Linked DNA regions of Mus musculus: all the other regions are linked to region 4. A link is a contact called in public promoter capture Hi-C data. All regions are on one chromosome and are shown on one strand. Each heading gives the region's core, a stretch centred on a gene start, on an enhancer-like site or on the middle of the called end of the contact. The rest is flanking DNA. Distances are from core to core; before and after follow the strand shown. Region 1 holds the start of 1700039M10Rik (RIKEN cDNA 1700039M10 gene). Region 2 holds the start of Tnfrsf19 (tumor necrosis factor receptor superfamily, member 19). Region 3 holds the start of Il17d (interleukin 17D). Region 4 holds the start of Setdb2 (SET domain, bifurcated 2). Region 5 overlaps Gm52140. Region 6 holds the start of Mipep (mitochondrial intermediate peptidase).

What was found. Promoter capture Hi-C pulls out the DNA fragments that hold promoters and counts their contacts.
Region 1: a contact with region 4 is called in a promoter capture Hi-C map of hippocampal neurons, with 6 times the contacts expected there. The contact joins the promoter of 1700039M10Rik here to the promoter of Setdb2 in region 4. A contact is called at or near these places in 2 of 39 promoter capture datasets (hippocampal neurons and pre-B cells), 1 of 484 Hi-C or Micro-C datasets (B cells), 3 of 115 datasets of contacts at active chromatin or transcription factors (astrocytes, cardiomyocytes and large pre-B cells) and 1 of 9 other capture datasets (adipose tissue).
Region 2: a contact with region 4 is called in a promoter capture Hi-C map of pre-B cells, with 5 times the contacts expected there. The contact joins the promoter of Tnfrsf19 here to the promoter of Setdb2 in region 4.
Region 3: a contact with region 4 is called in a promoter capture Hi-C map of hippocampal neurons, with 5 times the contacts expected there. The contact joins the promoter of Il17d here to the promoter of Setdb2 in region 4. A contact is called at or near these places in 3 of 39 promoter capture datasets (cranial neural crest, hippocampal neurons and pre-B cells).
Region 5: a promoter capture Hi-C map of pre-B cells shows a contact between it and region 4, with 2.7 times the contacts expected there. The contact joins the enhancer-like site here to the promoter of Setdb2 in region 4. A contact is called at or near these places in 6 of 39 promoter capture datasets (the 3T3-L1 cell line, frontonasal cranial neural crest, hippocampal neurons and 3 more).
Region 6: a promoter capture Hi-C map of neutrophils shows a contact between it and region 4, with 7 times the contacts expected there. The contact joins the promoter of Mipep here to the promoter of Setdb2 in region 4. A contact is called at or near these places in 2 of 39 promoter capture datasets (cranial neural crest and neutrophils), 1 of 115 datasets of contacts at active chromatin or transcription factors (microglia) and 1 of 9 other capture datasets (liver).

What each region holds. Positions count from the first base shown.
Region 1 is chr14:57,570,014-57,573,357 of GRCm38.p6, reverse strand. It overlaps 1700039M10Rik (RIKEN cDNA 1700039M10 gene), which reads right to left and starts at 1,744. Exons shown (of 2, transcript NR_152103.1): 1 at 1,673-1,744; 2 at 990-1,449. It overlaps Eef1akmt1 (EEF1A alpha lysine methyltransferase 1), which reads left to right and starts at 1,776. Exons shown (of 5, transcript NM_026526.3): 1 at 1,776-1,815.
Region 2 is chr14:61,045,193-61,048,258 of GRCm38.p6, reverse strand. Tnfrsf19 (tumor necrosis factor receptor superfamily, member 19) reads left to right here and starts at 1,404. Exons shown (of 10, transcript NM_013869.5): 1 at 1,404-2,144. The region is part of intron 2 of Gm41167 (a long non-coding RNA gene); the gene reads right to left.
Region 3 is chr14:57,523,501-57,526,443 of GRCm38.p6, reverse strand. Il17d (interleukin 17D) reads right to left here and starts at 1,615. Exons shown (of 3, transcript NM_145837.3): 1 at 1,523-1,615; 2 at 845-1,140. The coding sequence starts at 1,537.
Region 4 is chr14:59,439,606-59,442,530 of GRCm38.p6, reverse strand. Setdb2 (SET domain, bifurcated 2) reads left to right here and starts at 1,651. Exons shown (of 14, transcript NM_001320720.1): 1 at 1,651-1,944. It overlaps Gm45935 (predicted gene, 45935), which reads left to right and starts at 1,651. Exons shown (of 24, transcript NM_001320725.1): 1 at 1,651-1,944. Cab39l (calcium binding protein 39-like) reads right to left here and starts at 1,568. Exons shown (of 11, transcript NM_026908.4): 1 at 1,513-1,568.
Region 5 is chr14:57,748,207-57,751,111 of GRCm38.p6, reverse strand. The region is part of intron 2 of Gm52140; the gene reads right to left. Among named protein-coding and RNA genes, the nearest start is that of Lats2, 3.5 kb to the right of the region's middle. Within about 2 kb of position 1,306, at least 18 of the 459 cell types and tissues checked have an H3K27ac peak or open chromatin away from gene starts, as enhancers often do. A contact at or near this core is called in pre-B cells, where this site is marked.
Region 6 is chr14:60,782,602-60,785,938 of GRCm38.p6, reverse strand. Mipep (mitochondrial intermediate peptidase) reads right to left here and starts at 1,373. Exons shown (of 19, transcript NM_027436.3): 1 at 1,069-1,373. The coding sequence starts at 1,251. Mipepos (a long non-coding RNA gene) reads left to right here and starts at 1,390. Exons shown (of 3, transcript XR_001781278.2): 1 at 1,390-1,466; 2 at 1,578-1,925.

The sequences.
Region 1 (3,344 bases), core at 495-2,994, 1.9 Mb after region 4:
ATGACTAGTTCATATCAAATCTTATTTTGTTTTGATTGATAATTCTAATTATTTTTAATTTGTGTGAAGTTAACATCTTAATAGGATTTCCTTCAATTCAGTCTAGCATCTTGTTGGACTAGAATTCTAGAGATCTCACTTTGCTTCATATTTAGGGTGATTTGAATAATTTTGTGGTAAAGCTCTCAAATGGTGAAGTCCAGATTTATGTTTCAGTAATATGTGATATATTTTATATATATATATATGTGTGTGTGTGTGTGTGTGTGTGTGTGTGTATATATATTTTTTTTAAAGGGCCAAGCATTGTGGAATTGCCAGTCCTTTCTACTTCAAAGGTTAAAGCTGGAGACTCAACTTGGTCCCAACACAAAAAATAAATAAGAAAAAGAAAAACTCAGTTAGTTAGTTAGTCTGTTAGTTTGTTGTTTTTATGAGACAGAGTCTTCGTATGTAGTCCTGCTCTCCATAAACTTGTGTAGTCTAAACCTTAAGCTCACAGAGAATTACCTGTCTCCCCTGACCACTAGGGACCCAGGACCACATATTTCTATCTTAAGAGATCTTCCAAGGTATTCTCTCAGCACCATTACTAAATATAAAAGAAATAATTCCTTAATTAAAATGTGGGGGGCTGGTGAGATGGCTCAGTGGGTAAGAGCACCCGACTGCTCTTTCAAAGGTCCTGAGTTCAAATCCCAGCAACCACATGGTGGCTCACAACCATCTGTAATGGGATCGGGCTTCCTCTTCTGGAGTGTCTGAAGACAGCTACAGTGTACTTACATATAATAAATAATTATTAAAAAAAAATGTGATTTGAAAGCATCTTTTGGATCCAATTTGACTGAAAAACTTTTTCACTTCAATAAAGACTAGTTTGTCTTTGATACTAATTTTATGATCTGTGAGAAACATTTAATTACAATGTATACAGGCCAGCCAGAACTACATCAAGAAACTCTTGTTGAAAAAAAACCAAAAAGGTAGAGCTTTCTTGTGTCTTCAGACACTTTAATATTTAAAAATAGCATATAATTGAATACACGAAGATAATCATTGTGGCATACATACTTAAAAGGAATGGAAGCTTTAAAAAATTAGGTGCAAAATAGTTTGCTTTAAAACAGGTTTTTTTGAGTCTTATAAGTAGATGGTTTCTTCCTTTTCAATAGTTTTTTTTTCTTGATTGCCATTTTGATAAGTTACACTTGATTTGATCTATTTGGTTTAATAGAGTAGTCATTCGTTTAGAGAAATCGAAATCAAAATGAAGTATGGGTTTCTACAGACGAAACACTACTGTATGTAGAAATTGTGACAGTTCATTATCAAGCTGCTTTTTGAGTGGCGTCAGCATCTGAGCGGTGATTTAAAGCCCTTCAGCCAGATCAGGAAATCGATAAAGAGAGAACCGAACAGCAGGAACATAGTGAAGTTTGCCTGTCCCTGGGAAAGAAAAGATTACATGTGATTTAAGAATTGCCGAATCAAAGGGAGCATTAGTTTTGATTAAGGAAAACTGTGTGCCAGCTACCATGATAGATTGGTAAAATATGTGTTCATATACTGTGAATTCAACACTGAAAGCTCTGAAAGACTAATTGGTTTGAAAGGTTTAAGACTGACTCCAAAGTACCAAACAGCCAGACTACCGCAACCTAATTAAAACCTGGGTTGTAGAAGCCGGAAGCTGACTGGGCGGGACTAGACGCTCATTGGCTCCCACCGTCTGGTCTGCACCAGCGCAAACGCGGAGGTCCCCGCCAACCCTCACCCCACCCCCGCACTGTGACGACTGCGCATGCGTCAGTGGTGAGTGGCGGCCACGGAGTGTGGCGGCGGAGGGTCAAGGGATGTTTTGGGTGGGTTCCGAACCGGGTCCATACTGACCCTTGGAGACTTTCCCAGTAGGGGCCTCGTCTCTGCGGGGTCCTTCTTCTTGGACATCTTGAGCCGGAAACAAGTCCTTAGTGGTCCGGTCGGAATGGTGCCTGGGGAAGGGATATATATGCATGGACACGAGGAAGCCTTGAGCCTTAGCATGGGGTTTGGCTGGCCGGGCTGTTCATCCAAACTTACCTTGTTGTGTGTTTGTGGCTTGCTTTCTCTGTGCAAGTTTTATCTCAGGTCATGGTGGGATTTATTATTTTGAGATGGTCTCACTGTATAGCCAGGCTGGCCTCGAACTCAGACTCATTGATCCCTCATTTTTCCCGTGTCACCACACCCAACAATCTTTCTTTAAATAATAAACAGTATTTAGGAAGTGAAGGACTTCCCTCAGGCAGAGACTTGTATGAAAATGAAAGCACACGATTTTTATACACTCGAGATGCACAGGCAGACAGATCTCTGAGTTCAAGGCCAGCCTGGTCTACAGAGAATTTTCCTGGACAGCCAAGGCTACACAAAGAAATCCTATCATTCATTCATAGGTAGATAGATAGAGCAAGTTCTAGGACAGCCAAGGCAACACAACTGTCTTGAATCAATAAGATTACTTAGAGAATATCTGCCAGGCATTGTCATCTACAGAGTTCACGCTCAGGGAACAAACAAGTTGAGAACAATGTCATTTCTAGTGACTGTGGGTGCCTGTCTCTGAGCCGCAGGTTGAGCATACTTGACAGGTCATTCTATTCGCCTACTAGTACAGCTACCCTTCCTGCAGTTTACTAACGACTCTGGAAAGAAACTTTGTTTCATTCTCTTTCTGCTGGCTTAAACTCTCTTGACCTAAATATCTTGGAGAAGGTACTTAGATACTCTGACATACAGTATTGTTAGTTTTTTGTTGTTGCTTTCGTAGATCTGATGCATGGGAATAGAAGTTTGTTTTGATTTTGGGTTTTTTTTTTGGGGGGGGGGTTGGTTTTGTTTTTTTTTGTTTTTCCAGACAAGGTTTCTCTGTGTAGCCCTGGCTGTCCTGGAACTCACTCTGTAGACCAGGCTGGCCTCGAACTCAGAACTCCACCTGCCTCTGCCTCCTGAGTGCTGGGATTAAAGGCGTGCACCACCACGCCCGACTAGAACTAGAAGATTTTTATAGAAATGAAGAATCCCTGCTGCTGCTGCCGCTGCTGACCCTTTCCCCACGGTAGTCCCATCTTCCTGTAACCCCATTTCCATTTTTCCTATCAAGGCAAGGCCTTGACTTTATTTCCCATCAGGTTCTTCCCTGTTGCCCTTAGGTGCTGAGCCACATTTCTGACATAGAGCAATAGCTGTCTTGCCATTTCTTTGTCTCTGGGGTTTCTGGACCTCTGCACTAAGGATATTTTGGACAGATCTTTGAAGTAGAGGGTTGTCCTATGAACTGTAGAAAGTTCAGAGTCATAGCT
Region 2 (3,066 bases), core at 155-2,654, 1.6 Mb before region 4:
TCACCCAGAGATAAGAGCACCTAGCAGTTTCCATTGGCTCTGGAACAGCAAACTTGATGAAGGCTCTGGGCATGGACCCTAGACCATGGAACATCTGGGTTACCTCAGAGAAAAGTCAGCCTTCTTGGAAATAGTTTGCCCCTGATTTCATGAGTCCTTGGAGCTCAGGAGCTCTGTAGGTACAGGTGTCTTGGGATAGTATGCAAAAGCATGCCTGCTCATTTGAAGGATGTGAGGCTGGGTACATTGTTCAATTGGTGGAGTGCTTGTTTAATATGCATGAAGCCCTAAGTTCAGAAACCATAATCACATAAACTGAATGTAGCAGTGGATGTCTGTAATTCCAGCCTTTAGGAGGATCAAGAGTTCAAAGCTGTCTTTGAATAAACAGCACTTTTGAGGCCAGCTCATGACACTGGAGACCCTGTCTCGAAAAGGAAAAAGAAAACAAACAAGTACAAAGTAAGCCCCATGTGTCTCAGGGACATTTCAGAGATGGAGGGCATGAACAGGCCCTGGGGTTCAGCCTCCACCTCCCACTGGGGAAAAATACTGGAAACCAAATAGATCTATTTAAGTGTTACAATGAACTCACAAACCAAGTATTTTGCCATCAAGATTTACACAGGAATCAAAGACAGCTGGAGATAGACAGGGCATAAACTATTTTTAAATATCACACCAGGAAAAATGAGATGCAACTGATAAGAGAAGGAAGTCACAGGAAGGAAGTGGGTTCCTCTAAGGGTGCTGCAGATGATATTTTTCAGTGCCCTTCTGCAAACAGATGCAGTTCCATCATATAATGGAAATCTTTTCTCTCTCCCAGAATAAACAGCTCCATGTTCAAAAACATGCCACATTCCGACCACAGTGCTTTACCAGCCTCGTGGGTATTCTAAACAACGGACACTAAGTTCCGTTTTACAGTACAGAAAATAAGGTGGCGATTTCTCAGCTGGATCCAAACTGTGATTTGTGCTTTGCCTGGGACAGAAGCTGTGGAGTGATTGCAAGCAAATGCTTTCCTCTAAGTCACCTTTCTGTGACTTTTAGGAGTCGCTAGAGGTATCCATGATTGCAACTCAGAAGGAAGGCATCCTTTGTTGTTGTTGTTTTATTAGGACCCCAAATTTAGATTAACAAGCTTCTGACCCAGGTGTCCAGTGAGCTAGTGGCGGTATCTCTGTAAGTTGTAGTATCCACTCCTTCACTCAATGAAAGCCATACTTGACTGGCGCCACCTGTAATACTTTCACCAGGAAAAGACATTTTACTAATTCTTAAAGACTTGTCGCAGTATGTGTGTGTTGGGGTGGGGAGCCGCGCGCGTGGGGTTGGGGGTGGGGAATCAAGCTTTTTAAAACGTTTGCCTGTGACCCTGGCGGTGTAAGGCAGGTGTTCGGAGAAACGGCCTAATTAAACACTGCTGTGCCGCTCTGCTGCGTTTCGGACTACCCTGCTCTGGTAGGGACTTCGTGCTTTTTGTCACAGGCAGCGGCTTGATGCTGTCTACTGGAACCTGCAACGATCCAGGACCTTACAGGCCCGGAGCACAGAGGCCCAGAGCAGTCCTGGTGTGTCCCTCCCAGCCAAGAGACACACTGCAGGGCTGTCGCGGGCGAGGCACAGACCAACGCGACTAGAAATCAGGCTGACTGGCTTCTCCCGGCCAGCCCCACGGCACGGCATGATGTCATGGGAGCTGCCACTCAGCGAGATGAAAGGGATGCGGCGCAGCAGCGCTGGCACTAGGCAGCCCAGCTGGGGCACCGCGAGAGAGAGCTGCAGATCCAGCCGCTCAGCCCAGGCTGGGGAAGCCTGCTCTCCAGAGCTGGGGCAGAACAACGTGGCCCACGTTTAACAAAAGAACCAGACGGTAGCGAACTTTCTAGATCTGCGCGCGTAGCGAGTAAACTCAGCCTTGCCTTTGATGCGCAGCAACTGATCGGCGATCAGATTACAGGCACTCCATCTCCTAGTTCGCCTGCCTTTGATCTGCGCGGGTAATCCATTTTCCTGGATTTGAAGTTTGTCTGGGCTTGCGCCCACACACATTTTTGGGAAGGTAAAAGCGTTTGGCGCGGAAGTGCTACCAAGCTGCGGAAAGCGTGAGTCTGGAGCACAGCACTGGCGAGTAGCAGGTAGGCGTTCGTGTGTGGTTGGAACTTTCACTGCGTTTTCCTCGCATGTTCAAAGGGGGAAAAATGGCTATCAGCTCCCAGCAAGCATGCCTGAAGCCAAGTCCAGCACCAGGCTGCGTGCACGTGAAACTGAATTTGATTCTTGATGCAATTGTTTCGCGGTTTGCACAAGAGTTTGATATCTGTCATGCAAATCTTACTTGGAAGTGAGTAGTTCCAACAGGACAAAAACAGAGCCTCGCTAATGTTTGTTGCCAGCAGGGTTTCAGACGCTGGAAGCTGGGCTGGAAAACCTCCTCTTACTTTATTTAGAAACGGTGGGATTCTGTTAACACCCCCTCACTCCCACCCCACCTTCCTTTCTCTTCCCCTATCTCCCCCCACCCTACGGAGCAAAACTCCTCTCTAGCAATCCTAGCAATATTACTACTTTATTCTCCGGCCTCCGGGAGATGTGAATCTATCGCACATGTGTCCTTGCCATTCGCATTCCCAAGGGAATCTCTGCAAAGGCATTTAGGACTGAAGCCTTTCAAGTGTAAAGCGGAGGAACTCGGAAACAGGGAGCGCCAAGCTGCGTTAGGTTTGGCTAAAAATACCCAAGCCAGGCTCTGTAACCTCTGAAAATAGGAGAAGCTTTGTTTACAGAAACACTCCCGAGGTTAATATTCTTAAATTAACATTTACTCTAAATATATAGTGACAGCTGTTGTGAGTTACAATTTGCCAACTGTTTACCAAAACTATCTGGCAATCAACAGTTATTATGTTACATGAAGTATTTTAGCCACATTTTCACTTCAATTAGTGCCCTACAAAACCAAATTATACTGGGCACCCAGCTTGCCAGTTAACTGCTACTTGTGAATTCATAACTTCTACACACACACACACACACACACACACACACACACACACACGC
Region 3 (2,943 bases), core at 366-2,865, 1.9 Mb after region 4:
TGTGGCCACGCTCCACATCCCCATGCTTCCCTTGGACATGCTCTTCTTTTGACACAACACCTGGATTGGGCCATCCTCAAAATCTTGCCCATTCTCCACAAGGCCTGAATGTCACTTTCTCCTTCAAAGGGGTGTTCTCTTCCTCCCTCAACTTCAGGCTACCTCACGCTGGAAACTTTGCTTCTCATCTGAGGTTCTATCCCCATATTAGTTTCCCCAGACACTCTCTCAGAGGGCGTGCCTCTTAGCTCTCGGCGCCCCAGCACTTCTAGATTACACTCCTACAGGCCTCCTGTAAAAAAGGGTCATGTGGCCTGGTTCTTCATGGTGTATCTGGCAGAGAATTGGTATTTATTGCATAACAAATACAGAAGCAGCATTTCTTCAAAGATCGTGACAGACCTTTGTAGAAACCAATCGCTCCCAATTTAGTTATACCATCTGCCTCTCCTAGCCCCTCCCTGAGCTCTAGGACCAGTAGACACCCGCCTTACCTGGCCTGCCCCCCGTGGTTCATCCCAGTAGTTCCACCCGGCCCCACCCATCACCTCCGTCCGCTCCTCAGACCCCGCCCCTCGGGCACTACACCATCTCCATAGCACCACCCGACCGTCTTGCCACTCCCCTCCCGCTCCAGCCGATCCCACCCGATCCCCCTCACGACCCCTTCCTTCAAGCACCGTCCACCTATACCGCTCCAGTGGCAGCCGGGCCCCGCCCAGGCCCCACCCGACCCCGCCCACCACGTGCTCCGCCCCGCCCCTCGGCCCCGCCCTCCAACGGACTCCACCCTGCCCCACCCACCTGTTCTGCAGGCCCCGCCCCTCCCCTCGGGCCCGCTCACCTGTACGCCCAGGGCGACACGCTGCGCAGGTTGGTGGGTGGCCGGAAGCGGCGGTCGGCGGCCCTGCCCCCGGCCGGGCAGCTGGCATTGCGCGCCTGCTCGCGCGGCCCGAGCTGCAGCGTGTGGTGGAAGGCGCTGAGCACGCCGGCCGCCAGCCGCCCGTACAGCTGCTCCAGGAGCTCCTCCGGCCGGTCCGCGCAGTCCCGCGGCCGCGCCGGGCGCCTCCCGGTCCTCAGCGCGCCCGCCGCGCGGCCCGGCGCCAGTGCCAGCAGGAAGCCGACCGCGAGCATCCAGACCTGCGGGACAGGCCGAGCTCAGCGTCGCGGGACCCGCCCGGCGCTCCGCACACCGTGAGGCCCTCCCCGAGCATGGGCGCCGCGCGGGCCGGCCCCCGAGCGCCGTCCCCGCCCGCCCGCCGCCCGCGCGGTCCCCGGGGCCCGGCCCGCCGCCGGCCCGCGCGCCCCCGGCCCCCGCCGCCGCCGCCGCCCAGAGCCGGAGCCCGCGCGGGGGGCGGGTGCGGGGCGCGCGTGCACGTGTGCGTGTGCCTGCCGGGCTGCTGCGCGGCGGGCTGCGAGTGCCTGTGAGACGCCTCTCCGGGCCGTCCCGCCGTCCTCCCCCCGTCCCTCTGCCCCAGCCCGGCCTCGGCCATGCCTCGCCGGTACCCCCGAGGGCGCTCACCAGTGTCCCCAACATCGCGTCGCCGTGATGCTTTCCAGACTTGTTAGGAGGGGGGCTGAAGGCTCTTCTGCGAAGTAAATAAGGGCGCCGCACACGCGGGGCGTGTGGCCTGCGGGCTGGGTGTCGCCCCTACAGAAGTGGACTGGCGGTCCGCCTGGCTGGAGGAGGAGGAGGTGGTGACTGGCCTCGACGCCTCGGCACGGACCAGTGGGGCCTCGGGGATGCAGTCGAGAGGCCGACTTTGGCTCAGAGGAAACGGATTTCTCTAGACATTGAAGCGGTCCAGGAGCTGGACAGGCCACTTGGAAATGAATGAACTCCAACCTAGAAGGACTCTCCTTCTTGCGACCACTTCCTCTTCTGGGATTTCATAGTTCGAAGAATTATACAAGAGATTAAAAAACAGTTATGTTCTGTTAGGCTAGAAGGAGGCTGTTTTCCCTTAAATACTCATAAAATGACTCCATGCCTCTTATTCAGCTAAGGGCCGAGTAATAAATACCCTCCCCCACCTGACACATGCTGTAAATGGGCATCTCTTGGTCTAGTTTTACAGTGTTGGAGAACTCAATCATGGTAATTAATTGTGTGAGCAGACATGTAAAATGAGCCTAAAGTTCTGTGAATAAATTAAGGGGAATCAGCTCAAATGAAGGACTCTATTGAATCTGAAGAGAGCTTGCTCACTTACTTGTTCATTATTTAAATGCCTTGCTTACCAGGCATCCAGCTAGTGAATATGATTACTTTTGAGCATTTACGCTTTGAGAATAAAGAGAAATGGCTGAGACTAGCTGAACGCTTTTTGAAAGTGTGCAAAATATTTTTTTGACTCCCTAAAACGGCTTGCAGCTTTGGGTTTTAACCAAGTTGTAAACCAGTGGTTAACTGCGTTTCAGTTCTGCTATGCAGAAAAACACTTGCCTTCAATGTTTTAAAACTGAAATACTTTGTAGCGGCTCTACCTTTAAAAGTCCCTTCAAACCTTACAGCTTAAAACATTTTACAATTCCTAGTAAACACATTTGGGTTTATGAAACACTTTGACTCGCACATAAATTGTTAACGTTGTCTCCTTCCTAGTAAAAAAACGGGAATAAAGACATCAGCACTCAAGTACTACTAATTTTCCATTTGAAAGGTACAGCGTAGGAGTATTTTCGAGGCGAGCTTGTCATTACCAGAGTTCCACGGAACTACTCACTGTGCTAATCAACAAAGTACCTTCCAGTGTCTGACCAGTTTGTGGAAGCCTCCAGTTACTGAAAACTTAAACTGAGTAGAGCATAAGATTCATTTGTGATTAAACAGGGGAGCAAAGGCTATAAATAGGTGCAGATTAAATAAAAAGTTCCCAGATCTGAGCATTTTATGAAGATACAAACATGTTAATAATTATTCCAGACTTGAGGCTGGGGAGA
Region 4 (2,925 bases), core at 402-2,901:
GCAGAGGCAGGTAGATTTCTGAGTTCGAGGCCAGCCTGGTCTACAAAGTGAGTTCCAGGACAGCCAGGGCTACACTGAGAAACCCTGTCTCGAAAAACCAAAAAAAAAAAAAAAACCAACCCACAAAGAACACACACACACACACACACACACACACAAAACAAAAAAACAAACAAACAAACAAAAAAACAAACCAATTAACCTTGAATAACTTAAGTTATTCAACCTTGAAATAAAATAAAAAGTGAAGATACTGGTGTTAAGTTTATCAAAACTGTTATAAGTGAATCACAAAATATTTGTCTCTAACAGGCTAGATTTTCAGATCTGGCAGCTTCTTTCAAATAATAAAAAAAAAAAGAATGCTTTCTACTTCCTTTTCTACTTTTTTTTCCCCAAGAGAAAACTGGAAAGAGGAAAGTACAGTGTCTTGCTCTTCCCAAACTCCAACACCCTCCTTAAATAATACCCTGTTCCATAAAGCCAGCCCGCATAGCATCGCAGACCCAGAAATGTACAAAGCTGTCATGGCTTTCTTGTTTGGTTGGTTTTGACTAGGTGCAGAAAACATATTCGACATGTGTTAAATTTAATGTGAAGCTTCACAATTTCGTTTCCAAAAGTCAACTTTAATTGCATAGATGTATTCATTTGAGTTGTATTGTTTTGGGGTTTGGTTAATTTTGATGTGTTTTTCTTTCTTTTTTTTTTTTGCAAACTTTTTTTTAAAATCAAGTTTATAATGTTAAAAATATGTAAAGAGAAATTTACAAAAAAAAAAAAAAATCAGCACCTTTGAAACTGGGGTAAGGGTGTGGCGCTCCTGTGGCAGAAAGATCCGGTCTGCCTGAGCTACATGTATACCTAGCATGAAGTGAATTTGGAGCATGACAAACACTAGTTTACTTCCCGTTTCTCCTTTTTATTTTATTTTATTTCTCTCTTTTTTTCTAACGTCATTGAATGAATGCTGGCGGCATGCTTATGAATAAAACTACTCTCACACAACCTGCTGTCCATGTATGTCAAAGGATGAACTCTCGAGAAGGGCAAAGGCTCCGCAGTTGGCCCCTGGCAATTGACAAAAAAGAAAAGTTCTCTATCGACCCGGAGGCCAGTGGTCGAGACAGCCCCCTCTCCCTTCCACGACTGGCTTTCCCGTGTTGAATCCTACAGCCAGCCTCCTTTAATCATGACAGGGGTCGGCGGTGGGAATCTTCGCGCCACAAACACTGCTGAGCAACTCTCGGAAACCAAGGGATCAGGGTTAAGACAGGAAAGCAAAGCCTGCGCCAGACTCTAATGACCAGCAAAGCCAAGCCGGGGCCACCGCCACCGCCACCACCACCACGCCTGCCTCCCAAACACAGGGAGGAGACTCCGGGCGGGCGAGAAGAATCCCCTGCTAGTTAAGTCGCCCCTTCACTCCCAACACTCCTGTCACCCCGAGGACTCTCCTTCCACACACACACTCCCAGAGCCGGAAAAGGCTCGCCGCAGCCACACACCTACCGCGGGCAGAGAGCGCTGCGCCACCACTCCAGCGAAGTGCCTCACTTGGCTGCCGAGAACCCGATTGGCCGTAGCAGTCCGCGCGAGACAAACCGAGAGAGTCGCCGACCAATCAGGAGGCCGCGCGCTCCGGCCGGCGCCGCGGGGCCGCGGAAACTGTGTGGAGCTCCCTTGGGGCTGATGTCTCCCCCGCTGAGGTGAAGCCGCCTCGGGACTGCAGACTCTGGTGCGGACAGTGCAAGGCGCGCGGGGTGCCAGGCCGCCTCAACCCGCTGTCTCAGTAGCGGGGGTGGCCGGGGCTCTCAGTCGCGTTTCCCCCACCGTCTTGCGGCGCTCACTTTCGTGGCTGGTGATTTCTGAGTAATTTGGCTATCATGGGCTGTAGACAGCGGAGCACAGACAAGATCTTCAGGACACTGGTCCATTCCACAGGTAAGGTTACACTGGCCATGAACAAATGAAATTATTTATCAGTTGAACTTGATTGGTATCTTCGGAGCGACGGACTGACTCACTACTCAACAGTCCAAGATCAATAAAGTCACTGCAGAAAGGGATATGATTGACAGATCATATGATTGGCATGTAGTAACATGGTTCTTTGCATGTTAGTGAAGAAAACCAAAGTGGAGGATTAATTTATGTTTAGTCTTAGATTTGGTAAACAGACCATTAGCTCTTCCAAATACCCTACCACATACGATAGGATAGGTTTCTATTCTTCACCAGAAGGCGTTTTGCCATTGTTGTGTTGTTTAACATACGAACACGTTAAAAATGTGCCTGACCCTGACTTACGCTCCGATTATGTCATGCCTATCAAAGAACCAACGAGATAGTGGTATCTTAGTTTTTTTAGTTTCTTTTTCCTCCAAGTAAAAAGGAAACTTAGATCTAAATGAAGTTGCCTGTATGTTTGGCCAGATGAAAGTTTGAGACTGGCAAAGAACCAAATTTAAATAAAATTCTCCTGGCAAGCTGGGAGATGGTGGCTGGGGAGGCAGAGACTAGCGGATCTCTTGAGTTCTCTCCGGATTGAGTTCCCGGAAAGCCAGGGTTACCCAGAGAAACGTTGTCTCAAAATACAAAACATACAAACAAATAAAAAGTACACTAACAGTGAAATATTAGTGTTGTCTTTGGAAGATAAGCTTTAAATTTCCTTAACTTTTTTTGGCAATTTTTTTTCTTTTGTAAATTAGCTTCCAAGCTACACTGGTGAGAGCTTTTTCTTTAGTTGCTGTTTGCTATGTGGAAGTCCAGCCTAGTAGACCAGGATGGCTTTGAGCTACTGGTCCTCCTGTCCCCACCTGCCCTTTCCTGAGGTGTCAGGCTGAGTGAGTGTACTGAGGTGGAAGTTACTAGAATCTAAGGTGGAAGGCAGCTTGGCAATGTCTCTTTGTGGCACTTGGA
Region 5 (2,905 bases), core at 57-2,556, 1.7 Mb after region 4:
ATCACATTTTAAAATTCTTTTTAAGAATTATTTATGTATATGAGTACACTTTAGCAAGTGGGCATCAGATCCCATTATAGATGGTTGTGAGCCACCATGTGGTTGCTGGGAATTGAACTCAAGACCTCTGGAAGAGCAGCCAGTGTTCTTAACTGCTGAGACATCTCTGCAGCCCTGTTTAGGCTTTTCTAAAAAAAAATTCTTTTCACATTTGTCTGTCGTCTGTCTGTCTGTCTGTCTGTCTGTCTCTGTGTGTGCCCAACACTGCAGTCAGTTCTCTCTATCCACCATGCAGATCCCAGGAATGAACTCGGGTTACCAGGCTTGCTGTTAGCCCCTTGCCTGCTAAGGCGTACACCAGCCCTTTTTTGCTTACTTGCTATGAGGCAGAGGATGACCTTGAATCCAGTGCCTCTTGCTTTTCTGTCCCGTGTGTTGGGGTTACTGGCCTAAGCCACCACACCGACAGCCAGACTTAATAGGAGAGAAGAAAAGGAGCCCATTGCCTAACTGAAGACAACGGAGGCGGAGGAAAAGCCAACGGAAGAGCGAAAATGTTTCCCATTTCTCCTCTACTTTCTTCTGTTTGTCAAACCATGGGGAGGGTCCTCTATCCACCAAGTAACTCTCTGCAGATAGAGTGCCCTATAAATACTTCCTGTTGTCATTGGGGTTAAGAGTCAAATTCTGCAGCTTGAAGGCTGGCCTATTTTAGATGTCATTGGTTTATAACCATCGCTAACTCCAGCCCCAGGGGATCTGTTGTCCCTCTTCAGCCTCTTTGGGCACTGCATGCACATGGTACATAGACATACTTGCAGGTAAAACACCCATACATATAGAATAAAAATAAATAAGCTGGGTATGGTGGCACATACCTTTAGCCCACGCACTGGGGAGGCAGAGGCAGGTGACTCTTTCTGAGTTTGAGGTCAGCTTGGTCTACAGAGTAAGTTTCAGGACTGCTAGGGCTACACAGAGAAACTTTGACCAGAAAAAAACAAAATAAAATAAATTTTTAAAGTTTTAAAAATGAGCTCAAGGCATCATGGAAACATATTGGCTAACTAGCAAAGGTGATATGGTTAAGTCCCAAAGCTTTGAGCTACAGTAGCCAACGATCAATAGAGAAGGAGTTCCCTGGAGCTGACTCAGATATAGATAATATTCCATTCGTGCATTTATACAGGTCTCTTGATATAGTCTAAGCTGGCCTAGGACTCTCAATCTCCCCACACCAGCATCCTGAGTGCTGAGATTGGTGGGTTTGCACCACCACACTTGAGCAGAAATGGTTCATGCTTAAACTTTGATATTTGACACAGTAAAGATGGCTTTAAAGTATATTTGATGTGCTTGTCAGTTAGGAGGTTCTTTATAGTTTCCTGTTGTGCAGGAAGCTGTAGCCTGGTTAATGAGAGACAAAACATATGGGGGAAAACCAACTGCTAATGAGATGGGTCAGTGTGGCGTGCCTCTTCCCAGGCATCCAGGCCTTCTGCCATCTGATCCTGCTCTACATTCTCATGACTGTCTAGAAAGAAAGCTTTGCAGGGAGACAGATCCGATGAGTCTCCATCACACTGGTGACAAATAAGGAAACAAGAATGTGCCTGAAGACCAGCCCCTGCTCTCCAGACACCCACGCCTTGAAGGAGACTAAGTCAATAATCAGGATTTCTGTACTCAGAAACATGAGCAAGGTGTCAGTCTTGGTGGACATTCTCTTTGGGTGGACCCCTAGACTATCCTATCTTTACTTCAGGAGCCTCACTGGAGAATTGACTCCCAGTGCTAGCAAGGTCTATGACAGCTGTCTCTGCTTTGGCTGAAACTAAGAGACAGGGCTCTTGTGTGCCTCTTTTCTTCCCTCTGTAGACATTTCTTCTTTCAGTCACAGCTGGGGGACAGCTTAGTGGCACAGTGCCTGCCTAGCTAGTACCTGCGAGGCCCTGGCTTCCATCTTCAGCCACAGAACAACAAGCTAAGAACACTATAAATGCACAGGGGTTAATTTGGCTTGTTTCTGTATTTATAAGTACATTGTAATCATGACTTCTTGCGATTACCTGAAGAGAGCCTTGTAATTCAGTGCTCCTAAGCTCTGCAGTTAGATCTACCTAGATTCAAATCTCAGCTCTTTGATCCCGGGCAAATTACTTGGCTCTCTGTACTTCAAGGTCTTCTTCTATCAGAAAGGGTTAATAACATGGTTCCTCTGAAGACTGTGTGAGACAAAGTGCACGTCTAGACCATCACTCTAGGCTACGACACGGCACACACAAATAACATATCTATCTATAGATGCTGGTTTTCTTACTAAATATGCTGCTGTGCTCACCTGGCCTTGTGTTCTCTCTCCCCTCAGCTACACACATCACGCAAATGTACTTATTTTGCTAATTTAAAAATATTTGTTGTTGGTGGCTATCCTACTATTGATGTATTGATATATCAAAAGTTATAAGACAAAAATATCACCTAGAATCACTATGACCAGATACTATACTTTAAAAATTATTATTATTTTAAAGACAGGGTCTCACTGCCTCAAAGCTGGACTAGAATTCACTATGTAGCTTCAGATAACCTTAGCCTTCTTATCCTCCTGCTGACTCTCCTGAGTGCTGGGACTATGGGAACACTCCATGATGCCTGACTTGATCGACTGTCGATCAGTTCCCTCATCAAAGCCCTATCTAAGACACTTATTTCCAATTTGTTTCTAGTCTCAGATGCGCGTATTTAAAAACATTTTAAAAATTAAAGGCATAAGTAGTGTAGCATCACCTTTGTGGCTCACAGCCACCCCCAACTCTGGTTCTGAGGGACCCGATGCCCCTTTCTGGGTTCCATTGGCACCTGGCTCACATGTGGTGCACCTACCTACATTCAAGCCAAAGAC
Region 6 (3,337 bases), core at 124-2,623, 1.3 Mb before region 4:
GGCTGTCCTCTGGCCTGCGCCTTCCAGACCTGCATGCATTCACACACACACACACACACACACACACACACACTAAACAATGGTTTAAAATACAGGTGAAATCAGTTCTATTTCATCCACCCAAAACCAAGCTTATCTTTCTGCTAAAAGGCACTTCCAACACCAACTCCACTAATACCAGCATCATCGACCTTTATGGGTTTTGGAGGAAAATTTATATAATAAGAAAGAACTTTCAAATAGACAAAGTTAAACACAGAGATATGCCATGAAGTACAATGAAGCTATATCCCAGACTTGTCTTTAGAAAGCTGCCCAACAGTGAAAAGATAAAAAAATAAAAAAACACTTTTAGAACCCACCTGGGGGTTCATATATCAGATGTTTATAATTCATAACAGTAGCACAATTAGTTGTGAAATAGCAACAAAATAATCTTATGGTTTGAGGTCACCGCATCGGGAGGAACTGTATTAAAGAGTCACAGCATTAGAAGGGTTGAAAAATCATTGTTTTAGGACAAAAATCTTTCCTCAGTCTTCCTGCCTTTTCCTCATTCATTATCAAGTGTCCAACACCACCAAGGGCAGAGTAGAAATAGCCAAGCAATTCTGATGACTTCGTAGGCTATGCAATAAACTACAAAGCACGACAGGAAATCTGATTTTTCTCAGTAGGGTTCTGTAGGTGCTTTCTGTTTTACCGCCGGTTCTTAAGCAACTCAGGCTAGTCTCAAAGTCAGTTCGGAGCCCAAAGGACTGTCTTTTGTACCCTCTTGCCTCTACCTATCAAGACTGTCTTACAAGAGCCACTATGCCTAGTTTAACAGGTTGTTTCAGAGCAGCCTGAAGTGGACAATTAAGGTGTGATGGAGTTTTCAAAGCAAGAGTGTCGTTACAAAGCCAAGGGCAAATGTGAACTCTGAAGCCAGAAGGAAAAGAATGGAGCTTGAGTAGAGGAAAGGCTGAGTTGCCGCTGGGTCAGCCGCTCCGGGGTGCGCTTATCCCGGCACAGTCCCTTTTCAGCCAGACGCGGAGCCCGCGCTGCCCAGACCCACGGCACGCTCACCCGGCGCTCCCCCAACAGGTTCCATAGGTGGCTCTGGGGCTTGACGTTGAAGGCGGCGCCCACCGGGGACCAGCTAGTACTGACGTCCCGGGCGCAGCTCCGGCCTGTGCGTCCCTGCAGAGCCGCCGCGGCTCCCCGGCCGCACAGCCGGCGGGCGTACCGTGCCCCGGCCGCCAGCAGCATCCTCCGGACCCCGGCTCTGCCAGGCTCGGGAAGCGCGCGCCCCGCGTTTCCAAGGCAGCAGCCCACGCCGCGGAACTCGCAGGGCAGACCCGGACTTGAGCACGCTAACAATCGTTAGGAAGAGCGTCGCCCTCCACGCCTTCTGAGCAGCTCCAGTTTCGTAGCGCCCTCGTGTGTCTGGAGGAAGAAACGTCCTGGATTTGAGTTTGACAGTGGTACTAGGGCACAGGGAGAAGGAAGTCGGGTCAGGCATTGGAACTTTTTACAGGTGCCAGGAATGAATGTGAGAACTCAAGATGCTTTCTTGATGCTTTCTTGATTCTCAGAGGAGACTCAATGGCGGCGCGTGAAAGGATCCAGAAGAAACCACAAGCAGTCGAAATCCAAGGCACCTGTCTTCTCCAAAAGTTGTTGAAGTCACTTCCATGTCTGCATGCCCACCAGCTATGGTTGTGTATAGCCATGTGAATTAACTATTGGAGAATTATCATCTATTTTGACTTTGGAAACTATTGATACGGTCTAAGGGTTTTGGAATGATATAGTCTAGGAGTCTTGGTCAGGTTTGTTGTTTCTGCCAGCCGAAGAATTAAAAGGCAGGAAAAATCTGAAGACCAGCATGGAGCAGCAGAGAAATCTTAAGCATCGTGGACAGAATTAGGAGTAGAAGGAAGGTGAGTGAGGTGTGTGTTTCCTGCAACAGGCACACAGAAAAAGACTCTCTGCAAAGGGGACTCAGAAAGCTGGAGAGAGAGAAAAAGAGGGAGAGAGAGAGAGAGAGACTCCTCTCAGGGGCTGGGTTTATTATTATTATTATTATTATTATTATTATTATTATTATTTTAAGCCTCTGCAGAGCCTTCTGCTCCTAATTTAGGGCTGGAGAGTTTGAAGAAATCTAGGGTGGTTGGTTGGCCCAGAACTGTTGTGTGACATGTCCTGACCCAGTCTTGACTTCATTGAGCAGGTCCATCAGCAATGGGGTCTGGTGGTGGGAGAGGAAAACGGTAGGTTGAGGAAGAAGCTGGGCATCTTGGAGATTCACCACCATCATCACCTAGCCATGGTCCCCCCCCCCCTTTCTCTCTGCCTGCCCACCAGGGAGTCGATCTAACTCCCAGTGTCTCATCACGATAGTCTAAAATCTAAATCAGTACAGACAGGACTAATGTGAAATGTCCTACTGCGAAAATGAAAGGAAGGCAGAGGCTGGGAGGGAGGGCATTGGGAAATTGTGGTCGAGTGCCCGGGAAAGTAGAAATGACAGTGCAGACTTGGGAAAGCTTGGGGAAGTCTTTCTACACCCCTAGCCTTCTCCAGAGGAAGGACAGCCACACCACCGTGGTTCAGGGTGTAGGGTCCTGCCGGAAGCAGAGCTTTCTTTTGAAGGTGCAGTCATCTCTCCTGCAGAAGGTGACGTGAGGGGTGGCAGTCATATCTGCTTTATAGACCTTGGTAGGGGAGAAATGAACATTTTGAAGGTTTTGTGTGTGTTTGACTGGTTTGCAGACAGGCTCTCACTCCGTGTTCCAGGCTGTAACTCACCATGTATCCCAGTCTGAGCTCAAACTGGCAGTCTTGCCTCAGCATCCTCCTGGGTGCTGGGATTCCAGGCAGGAGCCACCATGCCTAGAAGGAAGGGTTTCATTATGAGAAATTCGATTTTTCCTTGAGAGATTGTTCTGGGTAGAAGGGGGGGGGCAGTAGACAGAAAAGGGACTGTGGTATCCCAGCCTTTGGGAGGTGGGGTTGAGAGGACACAGAGAGAGAGGCGGGGGGGGGGGGGGGGGGGGAGGGAGGGAAAAAAAAAAAAAGGCGGGGGAGGGAAAAAGGCGGGGGAGGGAGGGAAAAAGGTGGGGGAGGGAGGGAGAGAGGCGGGGGAGGGAGGGAGAGAGGCGGGGGAGGGAGGGAGAGAGGCGGGGGAGGGAGGGAGAGAGGCGGGGGAGGGAGGGAGAGAGGCGGGGGAGGGAGGGAGAGAGGACACAGGAGTAGCTTAGAGTGGTGATAGCATGAGTTCCCCTCACAGTGGGGTGGATGGAAGCAGAGAGAGTTCAGTGCTGGTACTTAGTTTAGCACTTCCTGTGTT